Regions from separate parts of the Sus scrofa genome. Here region 1 is linked to region 2. Evidence: chromatin contacts called from public Hi-C data. All regions are on one chromosome and are shown on one strand. Each heading gives the region's core, a stretch centred on a gene start, on an enhancer-like site or on the middle of the called end of the contact. The rest is flanking DNA. Distances are from core to core; before and after follow the strand shown.

Region 1 (5,575 bases), core at 2,594-5,093, 190 kb after region 2:
AAAACTCATAAATTTGAGTCACTTAAACTTTTCTCTAAAGTTTAATGAAAGCAAGCTTAATATGCAGTAGGCCCCTCTAGTTTTAGCAGTGGTTCTTAAGCTTTTAGGCTTATAATCTCTCTGAAAATCTGATAAGACCTGGGCTCTCTTCCAAGAAATAATGCTCATCAGTCTACACAATTTTGTATTCAATTTAAGGGGCACCACAGCCCAGATGTAACCAAAATCCTTAATTTGAGAACCCTTAAATTGTAGCATCTGCCAATATAATCTCTTCTCTGAAAACTTCTTTCTAGTCCCTGGTGAACACCAGTGATTCTCTTTTACTAATTATTTCATTTAATTAAAATAGTTAATTCTAATTATTAGCAATTAAAAAAGTTATCTTTTTCTTTTTCAAAAAATCTTTTTGGGGTTGCACACAGCATAGGGAGGTTCCCAGGCTAGGGGTTGAATCAGAGCTATAGCCGCCGGCCTACGCCACAGCCACAGCAACGCAGGATCCAAGCTGTGTCTTTGACCTACACCACAGCTCACTGCAACGCTGGATCCTTAGCCCACTAAGCGAGGCCAGGGATCAAACCTGCATCCTCATGTATGCTAGTCAGATTTGCTTCCGCTGAGCCATAACAGGAACTTGAAAAAAAAAATCATAGTTATCTAATACAGCTCTGCAGCAAAAAAGAACAGAGGCTGAGCTGTTAAGAACTACCAATTTCAGGAGTTCTCGTTGTGGCAAGTTGTAGCTTTTGATACTTGATGCCTCATGTTTCATACAACAACTGAATCACAATCTGGTTAAGCTTTTATTAGTACAACATAGCTAAATTATTACATGACCATACAAGGAATTTAAAGTAAATAGACCTATAAGGATGATTAAATATACATACTGAAACAAGGCCAGCTGTGTTTGTGACTTGAGCTATATTATCTTGAAAGAGACATGATGGTTGGCCATAGAATCACTTTAAAAAATAGGCATTTTAGTATTTTTTTTTTCAATAAAAATGGCACTAATACTTGAACAGATCTGGGAACAAATATAAACAAACAGGTAAGTTTGTATTTTTTCATTCAACAGAATCATAAAATATTCTTTGTTTCTGAGAGACAGTATAGTGATGAGATGAACAGAGCAAACTTTAAAGACTAAATGTCTGAGCTTGAATCCCAGCTCTGTCACGTAAACTAGCCAGGTGAACAGGAGCGAATCAGACAAATTCTGTGCCTCAGCTGCTTCTTATTAAATGAGTTAATGGATAGATGCAAGTAAAGAACTTGGAGTGGCACCTGGAGAAAAAGTGCAAGCACTAGAATGTAAGCTGTATGGGGGTTGTAATTTTTATCTCTTCTGCCCTCTGATGTATGTAGTGCCTTCAGAACAGTGCCTAAAAGTAGCAGGTGCTCAATAAATATTTGTGGAATTATGGCTGATACCGTTGTTATTAATATGGTAATTTATGGATAGGTGAAAAAACTGAACCTGTTAAGCTCAGTTATTACTTGAACTTGGAAACTTTCCCTTTCTCCCCAAACTCCCTCCTCTAAAACAAAAGAGAAATGTAAGCATTCCTAAGTTGCACATTCAGCTTGTCTAAGGCCCCGAATACCAAAATATGATGGAGAAACCAGATTTAAGTTGAGCAATGGTGCCATCTAGTGTTCATAAAAGCTACATACAAGAAGCTGCATTCCGAATAAATTTTCATACAATGTTTTGAAGACAAAGAAAAAAACCCACAAATGCAAAATTCATTAGCTAAAAAAGCCTGCTCTATCAACAGTCAAAATCTTTGAAAGAAAGGTATTTCTAAGGAAAATTAAAGAATTGAATCTCTTAAAATTAGTACATAACATACTAGAAGAAACATTTCAGAGAGTATACTCAAGTTCTACTTGCCATAAAGGTCATCTTGTATGAATAAAGTGATCCATTGAGCTTATTTTCTTTTCAATGGCATGTGCTTTTTAGCTTTATTAGAAGAAACAGAAGTATCCATTATAAAAATTTTGGGAAAATGTAGAAAAGTATAAACCACAGCCCAAATGTAACCACTGTTAACATTTGGAGATTATATATACATGCATTTCTTTGATTTTAAGTGTATATGAGAAAAGTAATTTAATTTTCATCAAATTTTTGGCCAATATATTAAAAATTAATATAAGAAAATGATAAATGATCTTTTTAAACTAAAATCAAGAGCTTTCCCTACAACTGAAAAGACCCTAGCCTCAACTTAACATTGTATTCAGTGGGGTGAAAATTTTTAAAAATTGCTATCAGTTACATAATCATTTTGGCCTAGTTTTGAAATAGCCAAAATCTATAAGAACTGGAGCTTATAAAATGAAAAAAAGAAGTTATTTCATCTGTTCCCTTTCAGATAACACTAAACCTATAGTAAAGTATACCAATTTGAGTTTGGGACATCTGAATAAAAATTTGAGTTTGCAATAATGTTTGATCTCATTATTTACTTGGGAATGCTCATTAAAGTTTTAGGTTTTATATTTATTTCCCTTTCCCCTCAAATCACAGAGACAGCTAAGATTTGATTCAATGCTCATTAGATAATCATTAAATGATGACAAGAAAACCATCTGCTACTTCCTACCTTCTGGACAAATGCTGTTTTACATTTAGTACACAGAGTGGGAAGCAGGGAATTTCTTAGGATCACACAGGAATAATAAGGGCAGAAGAGTCATGGGGAAGATGGAGAAAAAAGTGAAAGGTCAAGAAGCTGTGAGAGGGAAGTGGGCAGGCCTCTCCAACAGAACCTTGGTGGGTGCCAATCAGTGATTGGAGGAGGGCATCTATTGGCCAGGATGGGGTGAGGTTCTTTTATCAGGAGACTGGTTGCAAGGATGGGGAGAGGGACAGAGCCTGGGCTCAAAGTATCACTTGCTGGACCACACCCTCTGTTGGCATTAACTAGGTTTCTGAGAATATAAATTAAATCACAACTTGGGAGTTCCTGTCATGGCTCAGTAGTTAACAAATCCGACTAGGAACCAAGAGGTTTGATCCCTGGCCTTGCTCAGTGGGTTAAGGATTCGGCATTGCCGTGAGCTATGGTGTAGGTTGCAGACGCAGCTCGGATCTGGCATTGCTGTGGCTCTGGTGTAGGCCACCAGCTACAGCTCCAATTAGACCCCTAGCCTGGGAACCTCCATATGCCATGGGAGTGGCCCTAGAAAAGGCAATAAATAAATAAATAAATAAATAAATAAATAAATAAAATCACAACTCTTCACAGTAAACAGGGAGATGTGCTCTTCCTTGCACCTAGCTTCAAAAGTTGAGTTGTTGTGGCAGGCTGCTTTAAAATGGTTCCCAATGATTGCTGCCCTGCCTCCTGGTGTTCATTCCATTGTTTTTATATGCTCCCCTTGGGTATGGGCCGGATCTTGTGTGTTGCTTCCAATGAACAGATTAAGGCAAAAAATGATGGCAATGTCCTTTCCAAGATTAGGTTATAAAAGACTGTGGCTTCTGGGAGTTTCCATCATGGTGCAGTGGAAATTAATCCAACTAGTATCCATGAGGATTTGGATTTGATCCCTAGCCTCATTCAGTGGCACTGCTGAGAGCAGTGGTATAGGTCACACACAGGGCTTGGATTTGGAGTTGCTGTGCTGTGGTAGGAACAGCAGCTGTAGCTCTGATTTGACCCCTACCCTGGGAACTTCCACATGCTGCACCTGCAGCCCTAAAAAGCAAAACAAAAACAAAAACAAAAACCCCCCAAAAAAGACTGCGGCTTCTGTCTTGCTGGCACTCTTTGCTAGTACCTGGCTCTGGTTCTTCTCAGGTACTTTCTCTGAAACGCAGGTGGAGGGACCTGCATGGCAAGGAACAGAGCGAGCTGCCAGTGAGCTAGCAGCAAGGAATTGAGGCTCTCAATTCAACAGCTCTCAAGGAATTGAATCCTTCCAACAACTATGTGAGCTTGAAAATGTGTTCCTTGCCATTTGAGCCTCAGATGAGACCACAGCCCTGGTCAAGACATTAACTAACTGCAGCTTCATGGGAGACCCTGAAGCAGGGATCCTATCTCAACTATAACCAGATTTCTGACCCACAGCAATTGAGACAATGTGTATGGTTTTAAGTCACCAAATTTGTTATGAAGGAATAATTCAGTTGTTAAACAAAGAAACACTGCTCAAGCCCACCTGAGAGACAATACCCTGAGAGTCTCTGTCACTGGCTTGTAGCAGCCTCCCCAGTCACCACCAAGGCCTGAACCCTGCTTGTCTTCTTGGCACAACTGGGTACTCTTTTTGTGGGTTGCTGATTACGTTCTCCTCAGTTCACCTGCTGGGTCTCTCTCTCCCACCCAAGGGCTTTTGTACTTCCAATATCTGAAATAAATAACAGAACATCTGAGCAAACTTCCTAGCTCCATGCTTCAGTGACCAGACCAGCTTGGAATTGAAGTGCATGTGTGGTTTCTAAGATAAACCACCTATCCTGACTATATATTATTAATTTATTAATTTTATTGCTTTTTGGAGTTTCTGTTTCCTATTTACCAACTGGTATGAAAATAGTATTTAAAAAAGTACTGCTGTGCCAGTGCATACTGATTGAACATCAGTTTATGCTATAAGGTTAACTCATCAGACAATATTCAAGATTTGAGTTCTATTTCCTTCCAATGAGTTTTTTAAATATAACGAATGCAATTTTTACAACTACTTTTAGCCAGCTCAAACATTAAATTATGATGGCATTACCACATGGAAACAGCCAAGCTAGTGTTTTATTCATAATAAAGTGAGAGAGGGCTCAGACAAAAGTTATAGTTACATGTTCACACACGCACTGACAGACAGCAAAAGGAAAATAAAAGGGGGCCAGAGAAAGGAAACAAAAATGAGGCCAAACTTAGTCTGCAGGGAAGAACAACAGAGCATTAGTTACAGCCAGTCATAAGAGGTTTGGTTTGGGCATGCTGAGGATAGAAGCAGTGTGTACTTGTGTAAACAGATAAGCTGAGAAGAAAAGTTAATTATTACATTAAAATTTATTTGCTCCACTAAGCTGTCTTTATTATCCCAACCCACTCAGATCTTTCCTTGCTCTGAATTACTGTAACACTGTGAATGTTATATAATTTTCCCACATTGATTTTAAGTCATATTCCAATATAAAAGTAACATGTGCTCACGAATAAAAACACAAAGACTATAGGAAAACAGATTAGTGGTTAAGAACATGGAGTCAGACATGCCTCCTGACTCTCCATATTCAGTACTTGAATTAAGTTACCTAATAGTTCTGTTTCTTCATCTATAAAAAGTAAAATTCAAGTCACAGAACTGTTGTATGTGTAAAACTAGACATTGCAGGGAAATGGGCCTTCAAAGGAAGTACAGAGAAAGTTTGTATACATTATTTCAGAATGTGAATGTAAACCTTAAGTGGAAAAACACAAGAGAATAACAGGAATTGAGTCTTGCAGATATGGTGTGACCCTGGGAGTGTCAGTAGCAATTGCACCACCTTTAGGAGCACTGGGGGCCAGGGAAAGCAGCACCCAAGCAGGCTGCAAGTGCTTCT
Region 2 (6,055 bases), core at 2,871-5,370:
CTGAGTGAGGCCAGGGACCGAACCCGCAACCTCATGGTTCCTAGTCGGATTTGTTAACCACTGAGCCATGATGGAAACTCTGGTTCAGTGAGTACCTTGAATAAATTCAAGGGCTCTTGAACTTGTTCCTTCTTCTCCAGTCTCATGTCACCCTCAGAGAACTGGTCCTTCTTACCTCCCTTCAGGTTGCCTACATACTCTTGTCATCACAGAACTCCACATGTCATCATTTCCTTGTGTAAGAACCTAGGACCACTCCTTATTGCCCATCAAATTGAGTCTATTGAGTCAACCCAAGTTTTAGGGAGCAGTTCCTAGTACCTCCCAACAGAAACCTATTCCTAAATTGCTTGCCTTGTACCATTAGCCCCTGTGCTGCCCTCCAGGCTTGTCATGCTCTTCTTTACCTTCAGTCATGCCACTCCACTCCTGAGAGCAGTGCTGTCATTTGCCAGTTCCACTTTTAACCTTTTAAGCCCCACCTTATGGTCCACATCTCTCTCTGGGTCATCACTTCCTTCTCAGCATCCCTCTAGTCTTTGTAACCTGCTGAATTTCACATTGCAGTCCCTGATTAGAGATTCCATTAGAATTTTCTTTTCTCTTTTTTTCCTTTTTAGAACCGCACCCTCAGCATATGGAGGTTCCCAGGCTAGGGGTCGAGTCGGAGCTGCAGCTACCAGCCTACACCACAACCACAGCAACGCAGGATCTGAACCGCATCTTCAACCTATACCTTGGCTCACGGCAGCGCTGGATCCTTAACCCACTGAGTGGGGCCAGGGATTGAACCTGCGTCCTCATGGGTGCTAATCAGATTTGTTAACCACTGAGCCATGACAGGAAGTCCAAGATTCCATTAGAATTTTCCATTAAAGAAAAAAAAAAAAAAAGAGGACCTTAGCTCCTCAAAGTAGATTTTAAATTTCTTTTGGGCAACACCTTATATGTTCTTTATCACAGTAACACCTAGCACTGGGCTGCTCAGACAGGTGCTTGTTGACCCTGAACAAAAGAGAAAAATACCATTGACAGTTATACTAAGTTCTTCAGATGTACCTGTCACTGTACTGAGTAGAGACATTGCCCTCGTTTTAAGTAAAGGAAACCAAGAGTTTAAGTAGTTTGTCCAAGGCCACATGGATGATGAGAATTGGACCCAGAACTTGATCCCAGATAGTTTGGGTCCAGAGCCTACACACTGGACATCAGCCATTGTACCATGATGTTCACGCAGGGGATTTGTGAATGCCAGTCCTGTGTTCTTCCCGAGACCTAGCACATCAGGATCTGATATTTCATAAGAAGGACCCTTCTTTCCCTCCCCCTCCCCCAAATGGAGACACACAGTTGTGGTATTTAGCGAGACATCCTCTCCAGGGCTGAGACCTCAGGGCAGGTGGAGCAGGGAGGTGGAAGGCCATTCGATGCAAACTATCTTGCTGGATTCCAGTAGCTCTTCAGGACAATAATGAAAAGAAGGGCTTGCCTCTTATCATTCTCTAACTTTCTTGTTATTTCTGGAGTAATAAATCTGGGAACTTCCCTTTCTTCACACCCTGCCAGCCTTTTGGTGTTTTACCTTTCCACAGGGTTGACTTTTCTTTCTGTCTTGCGATCTTCATTTGCATCTCTGCTCAGAGAGTGTTGACAGAGAGGATCCCATCCCCATTTCTTTCTTTAATTGGCCAAGACATCTTGCTACCAGGTCTGTGTTTTTACAGTGTGTAAAAATAAAGCAATTGGAGTTCCTGCAGTGGCGCAGTGGGTTAAGGATCTGGCATTGCCACAGCTGTGGCTCGGATTCAGTCCCCAGACAGGGAACTTCCATATGCTATGGGTATGGCCAAAAAAAAAAGAACATATTTATGGGAAAAAAAATGATATTTGGACAAACTAATCCTGGGGGCAGTAGTCAAGGCCAAGGGCCAATACACAGCACTGAACATCTGCTGGGGATCTCACTACACAGGAAGGAGGAGCAACAGACAGACATGCAGATGCTCATGGGTGACCCTGTCTGCATATGTGTGCATCTTTATGATTTTTTTTGTAGCAAATATTGTATTTCATGGTAAAAGTGAAATCGTGTTGTAAAACTTGCACTAGTATTCTTTCAGTGCTTTTTTTTTTTTTCCACATTAGAATTCTGTACAGATATTTAAAAGTATTTTAAGTATCAGCTCTAGCTAAGGAGATGTTATATCCTTCATAGACCATCTCTACATTGTCTATAACCTTCAAAACAACAGAAAACAAACAAGCAAAAAACTCAGGCATATAGTCCTGCTGTTAGCCAGCCACACATTTTCATTTGGAGCACAAAATATTTGTCGTCTGGGGCCTGCTTAAATTTACCTTCAATTTTTTAACGTTCAAAATATTTTTTAAAAAAATATTTTAGAGACTATTAATTTTATTTATTTATTTTTGCTTTTTAGGGTTGCTCCCACAGCATATGGAAGTTCCCAGGCTAGGGGTTGAATCAGAGCTGTAGCTGCTGGCCTACACCACAGCCACAGCAATGCCAGACCCAAGCCACATCTGCGACCTACACCACAGCTCACAGCAATGCCAGATCCTTGACCCACTGAGCAAGGCCAGGGATCGAACCCACATCCTTGTGGATATTAGTTGGGTTCGTTTCCACTGAGCCACAATGGGAACTCCCTATTAATTAATTTTGAAATGAAGAAAGGAGATATAGTGATTTGTTGAAAAGAGCAGTTGGACATCATGAGACCTAGGTTCCAGATCCGACCCCCACTATGTGATCCTGGACACATCTGACTGGTTTGGAAACAATTTTCCTGCCCACAGCATGTATCCCTGAGTGAGAGCGGTTTCTTCTATCTCCTGAATGCTAGGCTTTTGTGAGGCAAGTATACAGTTCTTTCTTATTCTAACAGTGACCTCTTGTGGTGCAGATCCTTAATCTTTCTTTCTTTTTTTTTTTTTTTTTTTTTTTTTTTGTGCAGAGTAAACTTTGGATTTATTTTTTGTTGTTGTTTCTAGTAACTGTATTTCATACTGAAACACAACTGTGACTTGTTTTTAAAAGATAATTCTTCATTGGATATCAGAGGTTGATTAAAATGCGATATAGCACACCAAACTCTTATTTCATAAACAATTCTCTGGGTTCTTCAAAAATTTCATTTTCAGTGACTCCTGACACTTACAAAAAGAGAAATGCTCTGGGTTTTGTTTTGAGTATTGTGTGTACTCCTCTTCCTCCTAGGGACCAGGGCAGGAGGCATTTGAGAGCCTCCTCATGCCCCAACAGCTCAGGCTGGAGCAGGCTGGACACCAGAGCAGGTGAGTCCCCCATTTTCTTAGAGGTCCCCAGGGCTCAACCTCCTCTTCCGCATTCCCATGAGCAGGAAAATCATGTGCACTGTTGACTTAAAGATATGCACAACTTAGGAGTTCCCTTTGTGGCTCGGTGGTTAAGGAACCTGACTAGGATCCATGAGGATGTGGGTTCAATCCCTGACCTCGCTTTAGTGGCTTAAGGATCTGGAGTTGCCGTGAGTTGCGATGTAGGTCACAGACACAGCCTAGATCTGGTGTGGCTGTGGTGTAGGCCAGGAGCTACAGCTCTGTTTTGACCCCTAGCCCAGGAACCTCCATATGCTGCAGGTACAGCCCTAAAATAGCAAAAAAAAAAAAAAAAAAAAAAAAAAGGAAAACTTAAAAGTTGGGAGTTTAGTTTATTGGGAGCAAAACCTGGGCTATAGCCGGGGAGGCCACATTTCAAAGAGCTCTGAAATACCACTCCAAAGAGGTGGGGGGAAATGTCAGTATATATATGCTTTTGGTGAAGGGGGAGGTACATGCAGCCAAGCACACATTTTATAGGTCACTGCTGGTCACAAGGAGCAGATGTCACCGTGAAGGATTTTAGTGCTTTTCTAGATAGGAGGAGATGCAAGAATTGGACTCATAAAAGCTTCTCCTGAAAATATCTACCGGAAGACCTGTTCTGCCAGTTTTCCCAGAGCACAGAGCGTCCTACTCCTGATCTCCATCCTGAGCTCCTTTCAGGGGTGTTGAGGGTCATGCAGCTGCAGCAGCTCATGATTCAATCCATGTAGAGGCAGATGCCAAGTGCCAAACTCCAGTTCATAGCACTAAAGGATCTGATGTTGGCTCACTCTTTGAAAGTGCCAGGAGCTTTGTCCAACTCGGTCACATATCAGCATTTATTTTTTGTAATTTTTCATTATTTTCACAACAGCCTTAGCGCTCTTACCATTACCCGGCTTTAGTGGCTCAAACATATAGAGATTACAATCTTAATGCCTGCACAGAAATTATTGTGTAAAGGCATTTGAAAGATTGCAAAATCTGGCCTCCACATAGTTCTTAAGTTCAAAACTTGAGTCAAAATCATTGCTCAATTAGTTGAAACTGTTTTAATTATATGAAGTCAGCCCTTTGTGGCTTTAAACTGTTTGCTATATAACAATATAAATTACAGGCTAGGAGGGCTTGGGATGTATTCATGCAATGAAATATAGCAGTTAGAAAAACGAACTAGAGTGCACTTATAATATTGAATGAAATGAGTACAGATATAACATTATGTGAAAAAATTAAGTCCCCAAAACAATGGTGTGTATTGTTTCTGGATTCAGATCTATGTGGTAAACATGTAAAGTCAAGCATGATTAAAAAAAATAACCGTTCAATTTGAGTGTTGGTAACCCTTGGGGAGGGGGCTGAATGGGGGAGGTACACAGAGGGTATTAGTAATAAGTATAATGTTTATTTCTTTGAAACAAGGAGAAAAATGAAAATACAGTTAATATTTGACAAAACTGTGGGTAACACAGGTGTTTGGTTATATTCCTTATACATTATATTCCTTTTTGAGGTGCATGAAATTTTACAAAACCAAACAAATATTTGGTTCAAAAAATATTTTCTTCTCTTCAAGACTAATTTCTTATCAATACAACAACTTTTGTGCCCAGTGGGAATTTCTGTAGCACTCAGGAAAATCTTAGACAGACTGATTTCCACGTCAGCATTGTTGCTAAGCCTTTTACATGTCTAAGCTAAAAACAGCAGCCAATGAAGATTGTGTCAAGTTTTTGTGTCCAGAACTCAAAGCTGCGGTTAAGAACTATAACCACTGAGACAGCAAAAAAATCTTCAAAAACATGCTGAAATTTCTGCTCGACTTACCCAATTTCCTGTTGAATCATAATTTTTATATTTAGCAACCTGTGAACCTAGATGAAAGTGCTTTCTAAAATATCAGGTTGTTGCCCAAGACTGAGACAAACTTTATTTATTTATCTTCTGCGGATCTTAAAAAGTAACCATGTGACCCTGGGCTGCAGTTTCTAGGGCAGAAGCCGGGTTCTTGTCGAAGATGGGATTTTTTTGTGGCGAGCAGCGTTGAAGGAGGTGCGTGAGGGGAAAGGCTGGAGCCGGCCACCACTGCTCGCACAGCGGTTCCTGGGAGAGGGTTGAAAGCAAACTCTTGCACCACAGGGTCTGGCTGACTTCTGTTCCGAGAAGAAACAAGTCTTAGAAACATGCAGGAGGGCCTGCGAGAGCCTTTCCTTTCCAAAGGTTAAATAAACTGCTCTGTGATTTCTGGCTCACCCCTGTAATCCAGCTCTTCCTGAGGTGCACATGATAGCCATTGCGTTTGTCCTGAGAAATGGTTTGATAAGCATGTTTTCTCATAGAGCGCGCCTACTAAAGAGCCTGTTACATAGAGGTTAAAACTGCTGATTTGGACCAATTGGACTTGAAGTCCATATTTCTCACATATTTAAGTGTGTCATAAATATGTGTCGATTAAAATATTCATCTGACTTATGATCTCCTGGCTTTCCCCTGGCCTTTATGTAAGTCGATTTTACTCACCATATTCTGGAATTTGAATATGCCCCACACCTGGAAATACAGCAGCTCTGTTTTTTTATACTGCTTGACTAGTCATGCTCACCTTTAGAATCCATACCTGTAACTTAGCAACATTAGGGCAGGCTCATAAAAGTAATGATCCAAAGAGATGGAGGTGGTGGTCTCCAGT

Evidence for each region. A called contact is a pair of places that touch in the nucleus more often than the background predicts.
Region 1: a Hi-C map of omental adipose tissue shows a contact between it and region 2, with 2.6 times the contacts expected there. The contact joins two enhancer-like sites. A contact is called at or near these places in 1 of 5 promoter capture datasets (liver), 19 of 47 Hi-C or Micro-C datasets (alveolar macrophages, blood, brain and 12 more) and 1 of 2 datasets of contacts at active chromatin or transcription factors (skeletal muscle).

Annotation. Positions count from the first base shown.
Region 1 is chr1:75,149,103-75,154,677 of Sscrofa11.1, forward strand. All of the region lies in intron 1 of SESN1 (sestrin-1), which reads right to left. LOC106508918 (a long non-coding RNA gene) reads right to left here. Exons shown (of 2, transcript XR_001306055.2): 1 at 4,186-5,575. Among named protein-coding and RNA genes, the nearest start is that of SESN1, 18 kb to the right of the region's middle. Within about 2 kb of position 3,844, at least 6 of the 83 cell types and tissues checked have an H3K27ac peak or open chromatin away from gene starts, as enhancers often do. A contact at or near this core is called in omental adipose tissue, where this site is marked.
Region 2 is chr1:74,960,676-74,966,730 of Sscrofa11.1, forward strand. ARMC2 (armadillo repeat-containing protein 2) reads left to right here. Exons shown (of 19, transcript XM_021090841.1): 6 at 3,242-3,318. Among named protein-coding and RNA genes, the nearest start is that of ARMC2, 40 kb to the left of the region's middle. Within about 2 kb of position 4,121, at least 25 of the 83 cell types and tissues checked have an H3K27ac peak or open chromatin away from gene starts, as enhancers often do. A contact at or near this core is called in omental adipose tissue, where this site is marked.